Linked DNA regions of Macaca mulatta: region 1 is linked to region 2. Evidence: chromatin contacts called from public Hi-C data. All regions are on one chromosome and are shown on one strand. Each heading gives the region's core, a stretch centred on a gene start, on an enhancer-like site or on the middle of the called end of the contact. The rest is flanking DNA. Distances are from core to core; before and after follow the strand shown. Region 1 overlaps SLCO3A1 (solute carrier organic anion transporter family member 3A1). Region 2 holds the start of SLCO3A1 (solute carrier organic anion transporter family member 3A1).

Region 1 (5,407 bases), core at 992-3,491, 220 kb before region 2:
AGGGAAGAACTGATTTGTGCTATTAATTGTACCCTTGGTGACAGCTGAAAAAAGGACCCTGGTTGAGAGGCCTCCTTAGGTTCTAGTGCAGGTTACTCAGTAGAAGGAACAAGAGCTCGTCATGCCCGAGCCCCCAAATTACGACTAAGACACATCCAGTGTGGTCTGCCTGCCAGGAACAACTGCAAACACAGACACAGCTGCCTGTGATCAGTCTTTGGATTCCACCCAGTCCGTCCTTCAAGGTGGGGATACGGAGAGCCTAAGAGATGAAGTGACATATCCCCAGGTCTCACAACTGAAGAATTGGAGCCAGAGGAGAGGCCACAGCCCACCCCAGACTCTGCTGCTCTGCCAGTGGTCTGCATTCCCTCCTACATTGCCAGGCCAGTGTTGTCCATCAGTAAGAGTGCTCTGTGCCACCAATCACTTTGTAAAATTTAGTGCTGGAGGACAATTATTCCAAGATGGGTGACACTTAGCTTCAAATGACTCCATTTTTGACATGTATTTTTTTCCCCTTACATATATTTTTTAAAAGGCAAAAAGGGAAGTGATTATAGCTCCCATTTCATCTAAGTCCAAACAACAGCCCAGCACGCAGAGCCCTCCACACTGTCCTGTATCTTCATCTGCCTTTCTCGTAGCCAAACGCGAGGATGGTGTGCTGGTGTGCTCTCTGAATGCCTGCCCTGCGGACAGTGGGCCTCTCCAGGCTTGGGCAACCTGTCTTCATTCTCATGCTCCCGGGCAGGCACAGGCCTGGCATGTGTGTAGCACCTGACTGCTCCTCAACCATCTCAGGTCACCTGGTCCCAGGACGGCATTTCCAATGTCCTGGCCAAAGCTCCCTGCTCACTCTCTAGTCCTCCAGCCAGGAAGAGTCCTGCTTCTTTCAATGGTTGTACTTAACAAATTCCCAGAAAAGGGAGCAAAAGGTTTTCTCTTTTTCCCTCTCACATGATTGCTTTTCTGTGTTCCTTGTGCCTCATACATATTGCTGATCTCAATTACTGACTTTAAAAGATGGATGTGTATATATATATTTAATTGTGATAAAATGTCTGTAACATAAAATTTACTATCTTAACCATTTTTAAGTATATAGTTCAGTATACCTAAAATATCTAACAGATGTTTTTAAATGGTGGAAATTTCAAATATAAAAGTAGAGAGAATAGACTAGAAGAACGAAGGCACAAATACCTCTCACTAGTCACAACCATCATCAACTCATGGTCAAGGTTCCATCTCTGCCCCCTCCCACTCCTCCACCCTTATGTCAAAGCAAATCCCGAACATCATTTCCTCCATAACCTTTGTGTTTTTTTTTTTGAGACAGAGTCTTGCTCTGTCACCCAGATTGGAGTGTAGTGGCCTGATCTTGGCTCACTGCAACTTCCACCTCCTGGGGTTCAAGCAATTCTCCTGCCTCAGCCTCCTGAGTAGCTTGGATTACAGTCATGCACCATCCCCCGCCTGGCTAATTTTTGTATCATTAGTAGAGATGGGGTTTCTCCATGTTGGCCAGGCTGGTCTTGAGCTCCTAACCTCAGGTGATCTGCCCACCTCGGCTTCCCAAAGTGCTGGGATTACAGGCATGAGCCACCGCACCCGACCCTCCATAACTATTTCAAGACGTGTTTTTGAAAGATGAAAACAAAGCTACAATACTATTATCCTATCCCCAACATTTAGCAATAATTGTACAAGGCTGTTTAACTTTCAAAGTCCCTTCACACGCCTGAACTCCTTTTAACTTTCGAAGTCCCTTCACATGCCTGAACTCCTTTACCCTCCAAACAATGGTACGAGGTGCCATCAAATCCATTTTGAAAGCCAGGAAACTTCGAGATGCTCAGAGAGGGTGAGTGATTTCTTAAGGCCCTGGATATTTCTATTTAGGCTCACGTTTTCTTTCCACCCTGCCTCTGCCTCTTTGGGAAAATGACTTGCTTGAAGCAGTCGGTTCTGAATGAGCCTGATGCCAACGCAACAGAAGAGAGTCTTCATCGTGCTCGACCTAATTCGGGTAGCCTACTAGTTTGGCTTCTTTAAACATTTTCACTTTCTTATTATAAAAGTATAAAAGTTACTGCAGCAAGTCATCTTAACTATTTCCCATTTTATTTTTAATCTTTTGTGGGCAGAGGCAAGAAAGGAACCAGGAAGTTATGTTGCCTGGGTGGGTTCTCAGCCACAGCTCCTGGGGAGGGCTTTCCCCAGTGATTCACTTGGTGACTCATTCATCATTTTCGCCAGCAGAGCTCGAGTGAGGGATGGGAGTGTTCAGATGAGAGGGAAGGGTGAGTGCAAAGGAATACTCATTGCTGAAGGCTGCCTCCTCCTCCAGCAGTTCCAGCTCTCATTCTGGGATCCCTCTGCCCCCAAGGTCCTGGTAACCTGTAGATGGGCAGGGATTTTCACAGAGCTGGAACCTAGAGTCAGGACTGGATCACGCAAGCCAGATGTAGGGCACCTGGAGTAGCACCTCCCTTGTGTAGTGAACGCAAAGACTGTCTTCTTTCTCTGGCTATCTACTACCAACATGAGTCCTTGAAGACACAGGTCACTGAATGAAGGACTGCAGGGCATGACCTTTCACTGAGAACTACCAAGTCTTGGCCCCTGTACATGAAATATTTTATTTAATTCTCGTAACTCCTACCACACTGCACTGAAATTATCTGCGTATCTATCTGGATTGGTCTATTAGATCAGGGTTCCTCAACCTCAGCACTACTGACATGACAAAGTGAGTAATTCCAGGCATGGGGCTATTCTGGACATTGTAGGATGTTCAGCAGCATCCCAGGCACCTGCCTGTCAGATCCTGGTAGCACCCTCTATCCCCCATCATGACAACCAAAAATATCTCCAGCTATTGGCAAATGTCCCCTGGGGGGAGCAAAGCCCCTGATTGAGAAGCACTGATTTGGAGCATAGATTTATTTCTCTTTGTCTCCCTACTTACTGCCCAGCACAGTGCCTGGCACAGAGTAGGAATCTCCAAATATTCATGAATCTCTAGGAATCACCCTGTGAAAGAGTTGTGTGACCCAGCGTGTTACAGATGGGGCGAACGAGGCACAGAGAGGTTCTGAATGTCTAGGGTCACACAGCTGTGAGTGACAGGGCAGGTAAGTCCAAAGCCTGCAGGAGGGGTGGGAGCTAGCAGGTAGCTCAAAAGAGGAGCTTCACTTGGGATCTTTCTGCTTTCTAGTTCTGACCACCAAAGGGATGAGGCTGTTAACACCATTCGGACAGAATATTCCAATGCCTGCAGCTGTTAATTAATAAGGAGCATGTTCAGAGGCTTGCTTTAGTATGAGGCCTCCGTGCTGTCTTGATCAAAGTGACTGAAGCATTGTGGCCCCAGCAAACACGAGAAGAGCAGAGTTAATTTTTAAAAATTTTTCTAGAAACTTAAACTCGGGACTAAATGATGAATGATAACTATTTGAACCAGGTTTGCCATATGAGGTGGCCAGAGGAAGCTCATGTATCCCAGTGCAGTTGGGCTATGAATGAATTTAGTTATAGAGCTGAAACGCCGTCTTAATTAGGTTTGGATTCTGCTTCCCTTTTCTGAAGAGGAAAGTAGAACAGAGTAAACCATCTGATTCATCTTTGAAAGTGGGAGTAAGGTGGGGGTGGGGGAATGGACTCATGTGGTATGCAATCTGAGAGCTAATTTGCTGAGCAGAAAAGTCTAATTTCTAACTCTATCACGGCTAAGTTTTCCTTCAAAACATGCTAATTATGAAAGACACAAATAGCTTCGTGCCGCTCTATCACGCCTGCACCATCTGATTTCGCTTGGCATATTATTAGGAGGTAGCCTGGCCAAGTACTGCTATGGTCTGAATGTTTGTGCACTCTTACTTGCCAAATTCATGTTGAAATTCTAACCCCCAGGGTGACGGTATCAAGAGATGGGGTCCTTGGGAGGTGATCAGGTCATGAGGGTGAAACCCTCATGAACAGGGTGAGTGCCCTTATAAAGAGGCCACAGGGAGCTGCCTCACCCCTTTCTGCAGATGAGGACACAGTAAGAAGATGGCCATCTATGAATCAGGAAGCTGATCCTCACCAGGCACTGGATCTGCAAGTGTCTTGATCATGGACGTCCCAGCCTGCAGAACCATGATAAATACATTTCTGTTGTTTATATGCTGCCCAGTTTATGGTATTCTGTTATAGGAGCCCAAAAGGACTCACACAGGTGTGATTCCTTCCAAGCAGGCTACAAGGGAAACCACAAATAGTAGTCTGCACGGATGCTTCTGGCTCTAGACATCCAGTTCTGAAAGGTGCAGCACCATCTGCTTGCAGTTAGACGATGCTTAAGGAGTCTTATTTAATGACCCAATTGATAACACTTGACACCAGGTTAATGGCTTTACCACATCATACGTGTACTTCTGATTGTGAATGTGTTCGAGAAGTCCAGTGCATTTGTGTTAGGAGGAAAAGAAGAGAAGCCAAAGAAAAAAGATTCCAGTTCAGTCTCTTAATATCATTCCCTTAGTCAACTTTCCTATGCTGTAAGAATAGTCTCACTTCTCCCTCGGGGATGTAGGCCACATGACCTACATGAGGGCTGAGGTGAGGGCAAGGCAGCCCAGGCTGAAGAAACCACACGGGAAGCAGAGGGAGGAGGGGATAGAACTTGGCCTCACTGGGGCATCACTAGGAATCCATCTCTCTCCTTAAGGCAAAGCTGGAGCAAACATCTTCCTACCCCTGCATGGTGTGCAGGGCTCTGGGTTCCTGTCCCTTGGCCTGCGGGAGCAGGGGGTGTTTGTGGCAACACAGCACTGGGCATGATGGTCTGCAAAAACATACTTCCTGGTTGCCACCAGTGGGACTGGTCCTCAACATTTCTCCTATTTAAGCTCTAGCTGACTCCCTCATCCTTCTCTCCTAATATTTACATACAAGGTGTGAAGAAGGAAACTCCCAGAAGACTCCCAGAGATACCCTAGGACTGCATATGAGTTCTCATTATGCTCCTCCATAGGCCTGTCCTTTAAGGCTTGAGTTAGGGAGTTTCCTATGCACAGAGAAGCTGCAATATTGAGAGATGGTACCCAAGGGAACTGGGACAGAAGGTCCCTTTGAAAACATAGCCACAAGTCCTCACCACTGCCCGCCATAGAGAGGGCAGCAGTGATGGTGACACTGATGACAACGGCCAACCTTGACAGGGCACTCGGCAGGCACTGGGCCCTGGCTGAGCACAGTCCTTGTAGTGTCTCATTTGCTCCTCAGCCTAATTCTACAAGACAGGCACTATTCTTGGGTCCACTTCATGGATAAGGAAACTGAGGCTCAGAGAGGCTTCTGTAAGCAACCTGTCCAGATCCACACAAACAGAGTAAATAGAAGAATATGGACTTGAACT
Region 2 (4,901 bases), core at 1,143-3,642:
ATGAATTCAATTTCCTAGGCCTGTCCTCTCCTGGGCCTCCAGCTGCTTTCTGCGTCACCTGTTGACTCCTGTTACCCTACCCCACCCAACCAGGCTTTCCATCAGCTAAGGCTAGAAGTGCCAGGATGCCACCACCAGGTGGACCAAATTCCTCCTCTGCCTGTCATTCCCCTGTTCTGGGATTAAAGTCAACCTCCTATCTCCTGGGGCCAGCCCTGCCTTCAGAAGTCCACCACTCCAGGAGTACTCGGCTTCTTAACTTTCTAAAGGAGCTAGGTCATTCATCTAGTTGCAGACCGGCTTCATTTCTTTGTCAAATCCTTAGATCATTGCAACCGAAAAATAGTAAGCCCGTCTTTTTATCATTCCTGGGGTGAAAAGTTCTGTTGGTGTTTGCCACACATGAATAATGCACTCTACTGATCAAAACTGGTTTGAGGCAAACAAACCGTTAAACTGGAGGCAGCTGTTGATATACTAATTACCTCCTTTTAAACATAGACCCGGTTAGGTATTATGTACTTTGCATATGTCACAGTACAGACCCACATATATTTTATTAATGTGTATTTGCATCTCTGTAATACATGTACTTAAATATTTTAACAGTCAAATTCCCCCTAAGGAAAGGCTGATAAACTGACTCCCAAAACACAATTATCCCCTATCCCTCAAATTCCAAGGGCCAATATGTACTGTCTGCAACTGCATATTATAACTATAGGCACAATAAGTGTTATTTTATAGAACAGAAAACAAGGTGTGCTTTTGACTACAGGGTTCACTTGCAGTCTACAAGTTACAAATGCACAAGACAGAGACCGGGACGTAAACGCTTTTCGTCTCAGAAGGAGCAACAGAAATGTATTTGATTTTCAAAAGCCCTAAAATTGTCACCCCAGGAACAGAGCTGAGTTTGAAGACCTTCTCTCTCACAACCACCTAACTTACTTAACACCGGAGACCAAGCACTGTTTGTATTTCCCCTTAACAGTGAGCCCTGAGCCTTAAGAGATAGTTTATGAATGGTATAGAACCCCCAGCGTCTGGCCCTCATTAACTTTACCCCAAGGCCAGGAATGAGGGATTAATCATAGCATCAGGATACGCGTGGTTCTATCTCTAGATGTGGTTATTCAATGGCCAAAATCTTGTCCAATTCTATCTCCATCAAACTTGCTCAGGAATACTCAAAGTCTATGACATTTGATTCCAGTTGCGGGTCAATAGCCAAGTAATGATTTAACACTATAAACTCTAAAAAATTTTTTCCCGTTTAGACAGGACTGTACTCAGGTGTGGAAGCACGCTCTCTGGAACTCAAGTTGGGACCACCTGAGGAGGGGAGGCAAAAGCGACAAAGTAAGTACCTGACAGTGCTGAGTCATTACAAGCTGTTTCCTCTGAAATGTTATGCACCCATGGGCCCTCTGAGCATTAACATCCCCTTTCTGGAGGCAAATAAAATACATATTCATTGTGCAAAATGGTGCAACCTTCTGTGGGCGACAGACCACGATGGGGAATTTAGCACTAAGAGTGGATAGCAGGAACTACACAAACTCGCAGCTGCTCTCTAGGTACCGTAACTTTATCGCAGACGCTGAAAGAGGGCTATAGGGATGCCGAGTGGGAATAATCCCCCTGCAGCCCCGACTCAGGTCAGGGCCACACTAGGGAGCATTTTACTCTAAGCTGTTATATCCCCCTGTAATTGGCGGATGTAGAAAGCGCCCGGAGAAAATGATGCATAATAGATTTGTTCTCGAGGAGGATGCAATGGAGAGTAGAGGACGCAGGATGCTAACTGGTTTTTCTTCCCATGTGCGGGTCACCTGCAAACCCCGATTGCTTTCCTCTCCAAGGAGAGCCCTGAAGTCACCGTCTCGCTCGGCTCTTAAGCGGGTGAGAGGAATAGTTTTACGCCCACCTGCCCGCCGCCTCTCGTCCTCCAGCACCCCCAGCCCCAGCAGGGCGCGCGCGAGCTGCTACCGGCATCAACGGTCCCGCCCGCTACCCGCTCGCTGGCAGCCCCGGCCGGCAGCTCCCCCGGCGGCCGCCTCTGCACCACTCGCCAACCTCCACGCCGGACCGAGGTCATGCCCGCCTGCCCCCAGCGCCGGGCGGCCCCCTCCTCGTGCCAGGCGGCCGTTCGGGAGCCGGGCTGGGGAAGGGGCCCACGGCGGAGTTGGCTCAGGGACTCACCAGGTAGGCGCCCACCGTGCCCTGCGCCAGCATCAGGGCGCACTCGGACACCAGGAATATCTTGATGTTGGAAAAGCAGGACACCTTCTTTTTCTTTTTCTTGTTCCTCTGCGCCTCGTCCCCCTGCAGCTCGCCGCTCCGGCCGCCGCCCGACGAGCCGCCCGGCTTCTTCCCCTGCATCCTTCCCCCGCCGCCGCCGCCGCCGCCGCCGCCGCCGCTGCCGCTTTCCCGCTCGCCCCGGGTGTCGGGGCCGCTGCCGGGTGGGGGTGCGCGCCTCGAGGCTGCGTGCTGTCCCCGCCCCGGGCTCGCGGCTGCTGCCCCCGTCCTGCCGGGGCTGGAGAGGTGGAAAGCACAGCTCCTCACCGCCGCCGCCGCCGCCGCGCTCGCCCCTTCCTCCTCCTCCTCCCCCGCCTCCGCCCTCCCCTCGCCTCCTCCTCCGGCTCCGGCTGTGCCAATCACAGGGGCTCCTCGCGCCGCCCGCCGCCGCCGCCTCGCCTCCCGCGACCGCCCGCCGCTGCCATCGTCCGCTTCCCCTCGCCCGCCGGCCGCGCCTGCTCTCACCCCCTCAACCCCAGCCCCAGCCCCAGCCCCAGCCCGGAGGCCTGGGCCTGGGCCGCCGCTGCGCGCCCTCGCCGCGCCGCTCCCCGCTGCCGGTGCGCCCCCGGGGAGGGACGGGAGGCGGGCTTGGGACGCGGAGGGCGGCCCGGCGGCCGAGGCGGGGAGGGTCCGGCTGCCGGGAGAACTGGGGAGACCGGGAGTCCTTGCGGAGTACGGGGGGTGCCCCTGAGGGAGGGAGGCGGCGCCCGGCCCCTAGGTGGCGCTGCGGGTCATGGGGCCCCGCGGCGGAGACTGGCGGCTCTGCGCCGGGCGCGGAGATGGGGTTCGGAGGCGCCCCCGCGGGGCTCGGACCCGGCGCTTGGGAACCCCGGTGCCCAAGCCTCAGAGGGCAGGCTCTTCCCAGGAATGGAGAATACTGACTACCCAGGAAGGGTTTGGCGCGCGCTCTTCTCCGCCTGGGGATTTCTGGGGACAGATGTTATGCTCTGGGCCTTGGGGAGGTGCCAGAGGTCAGAGCTGCTTGAGGCTTCTGCCGCCTGCCGGTTTCTGCGCCAGCTCTCCCCGACCACAGAGGGTGTTGAAAAGGCCCCAGACCGAAAAGAGAGAAAGGGGAAGTTAGAGGAATACGTCGGGAGCCCCACGGACTGTTGGTGCCCCAGCCTCAGTGTCCAGGCGCTGCAAGATCGCCGCGGCCCCAGCAGAGGGCCTTGTCCGGCCCTCCATCCGCCCAGGGCCCAGTGGCTCGAGCGCGCAGAAAGCGGCCAGCCACAGGCCTGCTGGGTCCCCACCCTCCCCTGGCTCTGTGGCCCTGGCCACCATCCTCGGCCTTGACCTGAATGCCTGACCCATGGCAGCCGCTCCTAATTACTCCCCACTCTCACCGTTACCAAGGAGTGTGGGCCACAGGGCACTACCAATAGGATCTGCTAGTTGTCAACTGCAGCGTTTGGAAGCTGAGAGAAAAGCTCAGAGGACTGGACAGGTACCAGGAAACAGCACCTTCCACCTGGGCCACTGGGGGACTCAAGGAATCATTTAAAATGTTTTCCTTAATAATTGTGTCAAAGAAAATGACCCACTCTCCCAGGCTCCTGTGTCTAAATGCAGGCTCAACTTCAAAACTGAATAGCAATGAACCCTACCATATTTTTCCTTTTCTCCCGAAGAACTTGAATGGGAATAGAGGGTGTAATGGTGGAGGTGTTGTTTTGCCATGGCATTTAAATATAAACTGCTTCATCCTTCTGTGGCTCCAGACATGATCTCACCCAGGTTTGGTGTCGCTTTGAGATGCCCCCACCTTGTCTAGGCCACGTCCTATCTGAATTGGCGCCCTCCACAGAAGTCTCTTCCCATTTTCCCCACTTCCTGAATCACTGGCCACACCATTCCCAGCCAGTCCTATAATGAGAATCCTTACTGCCCCCTCCTTTCTTCCCCACACCCTCCCATTACTCGGAGCCAACTTTTCTACAGAATCTTTATGTCCCCTCTTTCCCTCCCCATCACTTTGCATCATGGGGTACCTCCCCACTTCCTCCTGAGAAGACCCTTGACAAGCTAGCTCTGTTCCCTGCCTCTGTGATGATAAGCTGCAAAGCTGAGCTGAGACTTTACTTGTCTATAAATGGTGACCCCATTGCTAATGAAATGTGCAGAGTGCATTATAGTCTTCAACTCTTATTTACGTTCTTTGTACTAAAAAAAGCTAATGTTTACTGTGTGCTTATTATGGCCAGACACCATTCTCAGTGCTTCAACCGCATTTACAATGTAAGCCTCACAACAATCCTCTAAACCGGATACTGCTATTAGCCTTGTTTTACAGATGAGACAACTGAGGCCTAGAAAGGTTAACCTGATCAATGTCACTTATCTAGTAAATGGCAAGGCAAATCTTTGAAAACCAGGGTGTCTGCCATCATAGCCCAGGTTCTTTATAACTACATACATATTATCTCATTTATCACCCAGTGTGGTTTGTCTCGTGGGGAGGCTGGGACTTATGTTGTTCCTCTTTTATAAAGCTAGAAAGGGACAGAACTTGCATCCATGTTCAGCCTTTTTTTTTTTTTTTTTTTTTTTTGAGATGGATTTTGCTCTTGTTGCCCAGGCTGGAGTGCAATGGTGAACTCTCA

What was found. A called contact is a pair of places that touch in the nucleus more often than the background predicts.
Region 1: a contact with region 2 is called in a Hi-C map of blood, with 4 times the contacts expected there. The contact joins the enhancer-like site here to the promoter of SLCO3A1 in region 2. A contact is called at or near these places in 7 of 14 Hi-C or Micro-C datasets (CD4 T cells, blood, fetal cortex germinal zone and 3 more).

Annotation. Positions count from the first base shown.
Region 1 is chr7:82,188,300-82,193,706 of T2T-MMU8v2.0, reverse strand. All of the region lies in intron 2 of SLCO3A1 (solute carrier organic anion transporter family member 3A1), which reads right to left. Among named protein-coding and RNA genes, the nearest start is that of SLCO3A1, 220 kb to the right of the region's middle. Within about 2 kb of position 2,241, at least 14 of the 40 cell types and tissues checked have an H3K27ac peak or open chromatin away from gene starts, as enhancers often do. A contact at or near this core is called in blood, where this site is marked.
Region 2 is chr7:81,968,240-81,973,140 of T2T-MMU8v2.0, reverse strand. SLCO3A1 (solute carrier organic anion transporter family member 3A1) reads right to left here and starts at 2,392. Exons shown (of 11, transcript NM_001261477.1): 1 at 2,206-2,392. The coding sequence starts at 2,385. It also overlaps the pseudogene LOC100427722.